Regions from separate parts of the Sus scrofa genome. Here region 1 is linked to region 2. A link is a contact called in public Hi-C data. All regions are on one chromosome and are shown on one strand. The core of a region is the stretch at or near the end of the contact, and the rest is flanking DNA. Distances in the headings are between cores, read along the strand shown.

What was found. Hi-C and Micro-C count contacts between places; a contact is called where the count stands out from the background.
Region 1: a contact with region 2 is called in a Hi-C map of liver, with 2.6 times the contacts expected there. The contact joins the promoter of DCAF11 here to the promoter of TM9SF1 in region 2. A contact is called at or near these places in 2 of 5 promoter capture datasets (fetal liver and liver), 2 of 47 Hi-C or Micro-C datasets (heart right ventricle and liver) and 2 of 2 datasets of contacts at active chromatin or transcription factors (alveolar macrophages and skeletal muscle).

The regions. Positions count from the first base shown.
Region 1 is chr7:75,179,750-75,182,455 of Sscrofa11.1, forward strand. It overlaps DCAF11 (DDB1- and CUL4-associated factor 11), which reads right to left and starts at 1,388. Exons shown (of 15, transcript XM_001928359.5): 1 at 789-1,388; 2 at 319-686. The coding sequence starts at 473.
Region 2 is chr7:75,102,630-75,105,329 of Sscrofa11.1, forward strand. TM9SF1 (transmembrane 9 superfamily member 1) reads left to right here and starts at 1,342. Exons shown (of 6, transcript XM_013978190.2): 1 at 1,342-1,637; 2 at 2,271-2,628. The coding sequence starts at 2,287. It also overlaps a transcript of TSSK4 not described here.

The sequences.
Region 1 (2,706 bases), core at 138-2,637, 77 kb after region 2:
ACCAGGCAACCGCCCCCCCCATTTCTTATTTACGTGAAAAATAATCTACATTTGTGTAGTCATAACTAAAAAGACTCCCCTGAACAGTTCCCTCAAACATAAGAGCAAGTCATCTAGCTGACCCTCCCTAGGCAAAACCCACTCTTACTGGGTATGAAGCTGAGTGCCCTGAGTGTCCAGCAGGGAGGGATGTTCTGCTCAAACAGAAAGGTAGTCCTGGGATAATCCCACTTCCTATTATCTGTAACTTCCCTGATTGGAGCTGGGATCAAGGGACTGTGGTGGCGCCTGGTGGGGACACACCAGAGGGTAAGTTACCTGCGTAGGAGATAGGCCAGTACCTGGGCCAGATCCACATCTTCATCCTCCTCTTCCTCTTCCTCACTCCGACGCAGGCCAGCCCCTCTTCGGGGCAAGCCCTCGGAGGGGTCTCCGGACCCAGTTCCTGCACTGCTGCTGTTCCGTGATCCCATCTTCTGGTCACAGCATCCTTAAGTCCTGTGCAGGGACTCCTCCTGTCACCTCCTTGGGTTTGATGAAAGCAAACCCTGCTCTAGAAATACCAGGGTCTCCTGAGGTACGGCGGTAGCTATAACTAGGAAGGCTACACTTCTTAGGGACTGAGAACCCTTCTCCTTGGCCTGTAACAACTCCCAAAGCTTCGGGAACACAAACCTTTCCCAATCCTGTGAAGCAAAAAAAAACAGAGTGAAGTCTAGGGCGTGACCTTAGCTCACCAGTAAGAATCCTTTGAAGAGGAATTTCTCAGTTTTCTACCTCAAACTCACCTATCAAAGTCCCTGAGGGTGGGGTGGATTCCCAGGTAACCTCTCAGGCCGACCAATCAAAAACCCTCGCAGAAGAAAGCGCCTCATTAGCTTATCCCATCTAACCAATCAGAAGCCTTAGGACCCCCCGACGCCCCCCTTACCGGCCAATCAGCACACTCCCTCCCAAAAGCCGGCGGCAGCGACAACCAATGAAGTTAAAACTCCACTTAACCCCCTCCTTCCTCGCCTCACGCCCACGTGGTGTGCCAGGGATGTGTAAGCTAAGGGGGGTAGGCCTGCGAGAGACCACCCACCAGCCAGGAGAGGTCTCAGGACCCGCAGCGGCGCAAGGCCTTGTTTACACCGACTGCCCTCCGGCGTCGGCCAACAGCTCCTTCGTCACGCGCTTCCTTCGTCACGCATCTCCAGGCTCTGCCGCCGGCGGACTGCAACGTCACGCGACGCCCCTGACGGCCCCGCCCCCTTGGCCCGCTCACTGGACAGCTGAGAGCGGTGATTGACAGATGGGCGGGAGAAAGTGTGTGATGAGTGCTAGGGGAGGGGAAAGCGCGCGATCCAGGAGGAGCGGTCGCTTCTGGTTGGGAGGCGTTAAGTGCGGAACTGGCTGCTTCTTGAATCAGAAACAACGGAACTAGACCTCATGGGCGAGGGGCGGGGCTTACAAAAGAAGTTTGTGATTCGCTGCCCAGAGGTGTCTTAACAAGGGAAATAATTTGCTGTCAGTCCCTTAACAACATTTAGCTTCGCACTTTTCAGAGGATCTCTAAGGGGCCTCTCTTTCCTCCCCTAGGCACGACCCCCTCCCCCGCCCCCACTTCGCTCTCTAGCACTGCTTTTTTTCTCAGGCTGCAGCTTCAGCCGGTCCGGTCCTAAGCGGTGCGCGGCTCTTTTGGGAATGCGTTCGCGTCACAGATGCACCTAGGCCTTCACACCCTCCCTTCCGGGCGTAGCTTCCGGAAGCCTTGTTCTCTTGGGGACCGCCCTTTCTAGACCTTCCGTTAGTCACTCAGGCAACTTTTTAGATGACCCCTGGCTTCGCAGTCTTTGTAGACGCTCCCTAGTGCATCCGCGGGTCCTCACTGACCTTTCATTATGGTCAGTTCGCCTCTGATTCTAACCCTAACCCTAACCCTGGGAGGATTCGAAGACTTTCCTTAGACCCTCTGTCCTTGGGGCGCCTCTGCGCAGGACCAGGGTGTGCACGCGCGGCGCCTCCTACCCCCTCCTACCCCTTCCTCCGGGTTTATGAGTAACTCGGCAGAGTTCAAGGACGAGACTTGTGTACCTAGGGATCCTCGCCCAGGCTGGGGGGTTGTGGGTCGATTGACCGTGCTGGGCGCCTAGGCCCGGGGTCCAAGCTGCCTCTCAGTGCCCCCAGCCGGGACGCTTAATTAAAAGTGCTGCCCAGAGCCTCCTGAGGGCAGGAGGGATGAGGGAGGCGGGCTTTAATTTGGGCTCTCCTGGGGCTCACTCTCCCTGGGTAGGCGAGGGTGTGGTTATCCTTCTGGTGATACCCCTTGGTTTCTAGATCGCTAGATCAGAGCTAGCTTATTATCTCTGGTCACCAGGGCCAGCTTCATGGGTGTGCGACCTGTACAGAACCCACGCTTGGTTTAATGTTCTGTTATCACACTTTGAAATTCTTTTTTTTTTTTCTTCTGCTCTTTGGGCCGCCCCCCCCCCCCGACATATGAAGGTTCCCAGGCCAGGGGTTAAATTGGAGCTACAGCTGCCGGCCTACACCACAGTCACAGCAACGCCGGATCCTTTACCCCACTGAGTGAGGCCAGGGATCTAACAGGCGTCCTCCTGGATTCTAGTTGGATTAGTTTCCGCTGCGCCATGACAGGGAACTCCCCACAGAGCAATTATTGACCGTAGTAAGACACTGGAAACAAAAGATCCAAACGCACTG
Region 2 (2,700 bases), core at 92-2,591:
GGACATCCTTAAGATTAAAAAAGAAAAAAAATCCTTACAGCAGCAGTGTGGAAAATGGATCCAAGGGGAGAGGTGACTAAGAGGCTAGCAAGATGGTTGTCATATTTTAAGTGAGGGCATGGGGCCAGAACCTAGGCAGCATGGAGAGCAATTTCGAAGATATTTGAGAGAAAAGCAGAGGAACCTTGGTGGCACTGATTTTAGCGGTGGGGTGGGGGTGGGGCGGTGTGGTTAATTGTGAAAGAGGCCCAGGTTTAGAGACCAGATGATTGTCATATACAAGACTATCCCAAAGCCACTCTAGCTTACTTTTCTAATTACAAAATTCTTTGTCCAAAAATCTTAGTCTCCTACTTCCAGGATCTGAACCTCCTCCTGTGGAGAGGAGGGCTGAAGTGAGTAAATGAAGGACTTTTCAAGCCATAAGCAACTCGAGACTTGTAGCTGTCTTTACTCAGGGAGAGGGACCCCTAAGTCAGCTTCCCGACATGTTGCTCCCAGGGGGCCAAACGAAGTCACAGTCCTGGGTTTTGATCTCCAGGGTAATTTGCCTAATGGCAGATCCCTTGACAAATGAGTGTAAACTTTTCCAGAGTAATCTGCGATACAAAATTAAGAAAGGCAGAGTTCCCATCCTGGCGCAACGGAAACGAATCTGATTAGGAAGTGTGAGGTTTCGGGTTCCATCCCTGGCCTCGCTCAGTGGGTTAAGGACCCGGCGTTGCTGTCAGCTGTGGTGTAGGTTGCAGACACTGCTGGATCTGGCGTTGCTGTGGCTGTGGTGTAGGCTCCGATTAGACCCATAGCCTGGGAACCTCCATATGCCTCGGGTGCGGCCCTAAAAAGCAAAAACAAACAAACCCAAAAAACAAAATTAAGCGAGGCTCAAACACATACACACAGGTAAATAAAAATAAAGACACAGAAATCAAAGCATGTTGAGATTCTTTACCTGCAATTTACATTAAGTGTCAGGGTGCCCAACTCACGGGGTAAAAGTGCAAACATCCTATTTCTTTGCGTGCTTCTACACCAGACCTGGCCCAGGCTCAGCTATCGCTGGACACAGGACGGTCGTTAAAAGATCATGGCTCCAGTACAGTCTTCGGAAGATGTATCACATATTTGGTTTGGGGCGAGAGGCCACTCATGACGGTTGGTAGAGCAATAGTCAGGTGAGATCCAGACTCTGCGATCCTTTCATGGGCTGTGTCCTCGCTGTCCTAGCATAGCGACGCCCAAAGCCTCACACCCGCCCGGGCTGGGGGCCCTGAACCGCCTCTCGGGGCTTGGCCTCAGCAGTGGGTGGCGAGTCCCATTGGTTGAGCCCGCAAATGCTTCGGACGTACACCAGGTGTGGGCGCAGCCGCCGCCCGGGCTCGGTGTCCTGGGTAGTCACTGGGCGCGCTGCGGGAACTGTTCTCAGGCGTCCAACCCAAACCTTGCCGGGAACAGGCGGCCCGCTTGGCGGCGACTCTTATCCAAAAGGGGCGTCTGTGTCCCCAAAGCCAGTTCTCAACCGCAGCCCCCTCCCGGGGAAAGCGGGAAGGATTGGAACAGCAACGGCCGCGGGGGGGGCGTGGCCCCCTGCTGGCTCCAGGAAGGGGCCGAGGTCCCCGCGGGTGAAGGCGGAAGTGGTAAGACTGACGTGTCCTGAGCTGCCCTTCCGATCGCCTGGAGGGCCCCCTGCCAAGCGACAGGCTAGGCAAGCCTCGCGGGGGCTCCAGAGCCGGGCCCGGCCTCTGGCAGTGGAAAGCTCCTTGCAGAACCCTTAAGTGAGCTGGGAGCGGTGTCTCGCGGTGTGATCGCAGCCGCTGCGATCAGGCACTGCAGCGGCCAGCCCCGTGGAGGTCAGTCGTCGGGTCCTCTCCAGGCCCCCGCTAGCGCGCCGCTCTGGGGGAGACCCCGGCAAGAGCGCAAGGGCTGCTGCGGGGCGGCAGAGGCCGCTGGCGGCGCCTCGGCCAGCCCTTCCCGCGCGGAGAGCACCCTGGGGCTGCGGCGGGAAGGTGCGAGGCCGCGTGGCGTTGCCATGGAAACGGGCTGGGGCGCGCGGGGAGGTCCGGAGCAGAAGGGCTAGCAGAGGGGGTACCCCAGGTTGAGAAGACTAGGGAGCAGAGGCAGAGCCCAGTGTTCGGTTTAGAGACGTGGTGTGGTGTGGCGGTTGGGGAGGTGGCCTCCTGAGGGAGGGTCGGAAGGGCCAAGGGGAGGAATTGGAGCCATTGGGCGTCGTTTGACCCTGGTTCCGATAACTGCAGGATTCCCCCAAACAGGTTCCGCTGCCTAAGGATGACAGTTCTAGGGCACCTTCGAAGTTGGAGCTGCCGGTGGTTGCCACTCTTGCTGCTGCTGGGCACAGGCCGTGAGCCAGGGGTGGAAGGTGTGACACACTACAAGGCCGGCGACCCCGTCATTCTGTATGTCAACAAAGTGGGACCTTATCATAACCCTCAGGAGACTTACCACTACTATCAGCTTCCAGTATGCTGTCCTGAGAAGATTCGTCACAAAAGCCTTAGCCTGGGTGAAGTGCTGGATGGGGACCGAATGGCTGAGTCTTTGTACGAGATCCGCTTTCGGGAGAATGTGGAGAAGAGAATTCTATGCCACATGCAGCTCAATTCCGCGCAGGTCAGCCTCTCCACATTGACTAGAACTTAGCCCTCCCTGCCAGGGACTAATAACGTGCCTTTACGGTTTGCA